Regions from separate parts of the Gossypium hirsutum genome. Here region 1 is linked to region 2. Evidence: chromatin contacts called from public Hi-C data. All regions are on one chromosome and are shown on one strand. The core of a region is the stretch at or near the end of the contact, and the rest is flanking DNA. Distances in the headings are between cores, read along the strand shown.

Region 1 (2,744 bases), core at 172-2,671, 140 kb after region 2:
TTCAAAATAATTCTCACTTATATTCAATTAAACTCTCAAGAAAAATATGTAAAAGAATATCACTAATACTCAAAAAAAAAAATAGAAAAGTATAAATGCTAAAGGCACTACAAATACTGTCCACCAATATTGCTATCAAATTGCCAATATATAGGCTTGGTCATCACATTTTGCAACACCAAGATAATACCTTATCTTGGTTTTTTTCACCAGAAATTATCAACAAACAAACTTTGAAGAATAATCTAAAGAAAACATAAGCCAACAAGAAAATAAGCTTTCCCCACATTTAGGGTGTTGTTGGTTTGATTAAAGAAATTTATGACTTTTTATTGTCAATAATGTCAACCTAAAAGAACTTTGACGGAAACAAGCATTCATTTTAACATAAATTTTAACCGTTCATGAAATAATTGAAGATAATTAAGTTTCAAAGCTAGTTTAAACACATCATAAAACAATTAAGGGTTCTAACAATTTATTTAAAAATATTTCAGTTACAATAAAATTAGTTACAATATCTTTAATACAACAATAATATTTCGATACAAAACCTATTACATAACAAGAAGATATTAATTGTAAAATAAATTTTGCAATAATATAAATTATTTAGATGTTAAATTTAATGTTTTTCTTTATTTGTTGAAAGAAAATGTGTGAACATTAAAAAAAAAGTTACATGCAGGAAAAATGGAGCCTCCATTTAATTGTAAAATTTTGAAATATTTTTTATTAAAATTATAAATTAAAATGAAGATTTTAAAAATTAATTAAATATTAATAAAAAATTATAAAAACTCTAACATTTAGTGTATGGTGTTCATCCTATACCCATGCTATGAGACTATGCTGCAGGAATTTTATATTGGTGGTGCATGTGCGTCCGGTAGTGATTTGCTTTTCCCAATTATGTATAGGTATCAAAATAAATAAATAAATAAATATTTAAGAGTTAATTGCATTAAACATTCCTAAATTATGACTCTTATTTTAAATTAGTCCTTAAATTTTAAAATACTCTAGTTACATTTTTAAACTATCGATGTTTTATTAATAATGTCTTTTCGTTATGAAAATTGTTAATTTAACTGTTAAAAGAGATGTTAAATCTTATATGTTATAATTTAAAATATTTTTTTTTAAAATGACTATTGTAAGGATGAATGTTAAAAAAATCTTGATTTTTAGATTTTCGAAATTTTTACACTAACAAAAACAACAGTTCTCTGTCTTTTTGTTTTACTTCATTCTTGGTGTTAAAACTTATGTGGCAATATTTTACTTTTCTTTAAAATTTTCATTTTAAAATATATCATATAAGATTTTACGTGTCATTCAATGGTTAAATTAATAATTTCAATAACTAAAAGACCTAATTGATATAATATCAATAGTGTGAAGATGTCATAGAATGTTGTGAGGTTTGAGAGCTAATTCCGATAGAACGGGGGCCAAACCCATTCAGCCGTTGCCTACAAGGAATCTTCCTCTCTTACTCATATATTACATTTTCCCCAATTTGCTCTTATTCATTTAAGATCCCAGAAGGTCATAGAGAGCTCTGCATTGGATGGAGAGTAAGGTGTGCGTGACTGGTGCTGCCGGTTACCTAGGTTCTTCGCTTGTCAAGAGGCTCCTGGAAAAGGGACACATTGTTCACGCAACTACGAGGAATTTGGGTTACTTTTTCTTCTCTCTTTGCTGTCTTTGGTTCATCTGTCTGTTCGTGGCATCTAAGTTGTATGGTGCGACTTGCAGGAGATGCTTATAAGGTAGGGCTACTTAAAAGCCTCCCAAATGCAGAAACCAGGTTAAGATTGTGTGAAGCTGATATATACAATCCCAGTGAGTTTCAAGCAGCAATTGAAGGTTGTCAATTTGTAGTTCATATGGCCACCCCATTGCAGCACCTGTCCCAGAATTCTCAGGTTTCACTTTCAACTCTATTATTATATTATTATATGCTTATAACAGATCTTAACTGGCGTTTATGGATCCACAAGATACTATGTCCATTTTCTCATATTTAATGCATCATTTTATCAATCTATTTCATTAATTATATTTTCTTTATTTAAATATTACCTTATAAAAAGGTAAAGAGTGGAAGGGTTTGGGCAAAGTTATTAATTCGAAAAATACACTTAATCAAAAAAGAAGGCATGTTTTGAAAATGTGCTGAGCCTCGGATAATATTTTTTGGCCCAGGTCCGACCCAAATTTGTAAAAAAAAACTGTTATTTTTTTCACTATTTTATTTATATTTTCTCATTATTTTACTGTTATTTTATTATTATGTTGCTACCATTATTATGTTATTGTTTGGATATTGTATAGCTCTTATTTTATTATTAATTTTGCTACTACTTTAGAGACATTTGCTTATTAAATTGCACATATTTTAGTGATATATTTTAAATTTTTTATGTTAAAAATAAAATAAAGAAATTTGATGCAAGCTTGCCAGTCCCGAGTTTTAGCATTTTATCTAGGTCGGGCTTGAGCAAAAAATTATGTCCATTTTTTGGGCCCAGCCCAACCCAAACCTATCAATCGGGCCTAGAATTTTGTTAGGGCCTAACCCAACCCATGGACAACTTTACATGGAGGTTTAGATTGCATTTTACCCCTCCACTAAAAAATGGATAAGCTAGTCATTGTTTGTTAATTAAAGAAAAAACTAGTAATTCTTTTAAAAATTTTATTCATTTCTGTTGTTAAAAATATGTTCATCACATATG
Region 2 (2,813 bases), core at 224-2,723:
AAAGAGGAGTGAGTTGAGCATCTTCTGCAGAATTAATAGCAATAACAGAAAAGAATAATATGAGCTATTTTAAGGACATCTTAACATAAGTTTCATGACAGGCATGATAATATCTGAGCTAGAGCATTCCCATGTCTGCAGGCATCAATTGATGAACCTAAAAGATAACTGAATTCCATATGTTATCAGTGTAAAGCAAACAGCAAAATGACGATGGCAATATTGATCATACCATTGCCAGTTTGCTGTTGATACAGATATAGGATTCCCCTGTCACAAACAATAACAAGGAACAATCAGTCAGAGAAATAGACACGTTTTCTTTAGTTCACAACTTGAAAATGTGAGGTAGGAGCAGTGCAAAGGAAAGAAAACTTTGCACCCTCGAGGAACCTAAAGCATAGTATTAGCAGATATGCTTTTTTCCCAAAGGTCATGCATGCACTGATCATTAACATTGCTGGGAATAAGTAACATTGTTCTTAAAAACAATAACCTATTAACAGACTGATTCGAAATAGAATCAAATTAGTCGACCAACAACAACAACAAATAAAGTTAAATTGAACAGTTTTCAGGAGCCCTACTTTGAAGCTTGCTCGTAGCTGAAGAACTTGACCGCCGAGTTTGGAACAATGCGCGCACAATTAGTACCATTGCCTTTGAATAATCCGCGAAAACCTTCTGTTCTCCAAATGTACTTCAAGCCTTGAATTGTTCCATTGTATTTAATACTATGTGGATTTTGAACCTGCATTTTTTTTTCAAAAAAAAAAGAAGTTAATCAATTAAGAATTCAAAATTTTAGTTTCATTGATCCAAATAAAATGAAAATAAATTTTTTTTTAAAAAAACCTGAAGTAAGATTTTTAAACGTTCCAAAGGAGCAACAGCAGTTCGTGACCTGCATGTAAAAAGACAAATTAAACAAGCGATCCATTTCCATTCCCCATTTTCACTTTCCTCCAAAAGTTGTGAAATCAGTGTTTTGGGAGACATTTTCCACCGACACAAACCAAAAGTCCAAAGAGTCAAAGAAATAGAGAGAGCTCACACTCCACCGGCGACGCCGCCAGCAGCGAGAGACTTGCAGATGCTAAGAATAGCATAGCTAGGGGCCTTAACACCCTCTCTCGCGAGCTTTGCTTCCTCGGCCAGATTCACGATCGTGGACACAGCCGATTCGCTAGTCTTCACATCCTCTGAAGCCATGGAAAAACAAAAACAGGGAAAGAAAACTTTGAAAGTCCGTCTCTCGCCACAAAAGCCCAACGAAGTATGTCGGAAAGTCGAGAAGGATTATCCGGCGGTCAAGAAAATCAGATCTGTGAAGCGATTTACAGTAAAAAGAGGCTCCGCATTCCACAGTTGCCCTTGTGTCCTAGTGTTTGTGTTGGTTAGTTTGTGAGAGAGGTGTGGTGGTGACGGCTGGAGAAAGTGAGACCTCAACTATTAGAGAGCGTGTGGTAATGTTGCATTAACAGCGCGTGGGTTTGGTGAAGTTTTATTATGCGGAAGGAGAAAGGCATTTGGTGTGTCACGTGGAGGCATCTCATACATAGTGCTTTTTGTTCGGTGAGATTCGTGCAAGACTAATGGGGTGCGTTTGCGTTAATTAGAAACGGGTTAACTGTGTTAAAGCCACATTATTATGATGGGTCGCAACGCTTGGATTTACTGTATATAAAAATAGTGGCGATGATGAGGTTAAATATTATAATGTGAACTAAAAAAAATTAAATATAAGATAAATGTCCCTCTAAAATGAGCTGAGTGTTTTAAAATGTATGTCCACTAAGTTGTTGGTTTTGGTTATTGGTAATTTAGGAGTCTCAAAATGGTTTATTGTTTTACTATATTTCAGCGTCATTCCGTGAAAATATTCAAAATAAAAATTATTTTTTAATATATTAGATCTATTAGTTGAATTGATATTTAGTCGTCAATTTAAATTGAGACATTTTAAGTTCAAATAATTTTAGATTCGGATCATTTAAGTTTTGAGGTTGAATTTTCCGGTTGAATCATTTTTTGTTACAATCATTTCGTATTTAATTATTCTTTTGAGTTTAATTTAATATTATGTTGAACCAGACCATTTTAAATTTTAAATTATTTGTATATTTTAGGTTTCACTACTAAACTCAATAAAATTTAATTTATTAATTTTAAAATAAAATTAGATTAAATTAAATAAATTATCTAAATTTATTATAAGATAATAACTATGAAAAAGATGAAATAAAATGTATTTTATAAATTTAAATTAATTAACTCATAATATATAAAATCAAAAAATAAACTTACTTTGCATTTATTTTTAAATTGTCATTATAAATATTTTATTTCTAATAATATTTAATTTAAAATACTATTGGGTACTGCTTGGTGCTTGAAGCTGGTTTGCGTCTTGCATGGAATCTCGTATTAACGAAGGTTATTTTGGATGTTGACAACCTTACCAAAAGGCGATGACGGGGAACTGCACCATAATGCAGTAGTGGTGCGCGAACTACAGCAAATGCTTAGCCAACATTGGAAGGTTTTAGTGCAGCATTTCTACAGAGAAGGGAATGCGATTGCAGACTTCATGGCGTCATTGGCACGAGGAAGAGGATTAGGAGAGCAGTTGCACCAAATGCCACCAAGTTACTGTTTAGCATCTATGATTTCATCTTGGATTTTTTTTTTCTTACAAAAAAAAACTTAAATTGCATTAATTTTAAATTTGCTTTGTTATGTGGTCACTGTTTTTGGATATATATTATGAAACAAACATAAATATATTAAGTGTCAATATTATACCACAACAC

Evidence for each region. A called contact is a pair of places that touch in the nucleus more often than the background predicts.
Region 1: a Hi-C map of leaf shows a contact between it and region 2, with 2.2 times the contacts expected there. The contact joins the promoter of LOC107909793 here to the promoter of LOC107909784 in region 2. A contact is called at or near these places in 4 of 34 Hi-C or Micro-C datasets (callus and leaf).

The regions. Positions count from the first base shown.
Region 1 is chrA11:9,592,380-9,595,123 of Gossypium_hirsutum_v2.1, forward strand. It overlaps LOC107909793 (putative anthocyanidin reductase), which reads left to right and starts at 1,422. Exons shown (of 5, transcript XM_016837445.2): 1 at 1,422-1,682; 2 at 1,762-1,931. The coding sequence starts at 1,574.
Region 2 is chrA11:9,455,054-9,457,866 of Gossypium_hirsutum_v2.1, forward strand. It overlaps LOC107909784 (mitochondrial adenine nucleotide transporter ADNT1), which reads right to left and starts at 1,474. Exons shown (of 8, transcript XM_016837438.2): 1 at 1,055-1,474; 2 at 856-904; 3 at 588-751; 4 at 233-270; 5 at 1-24. The coding sequence starts at 1,212.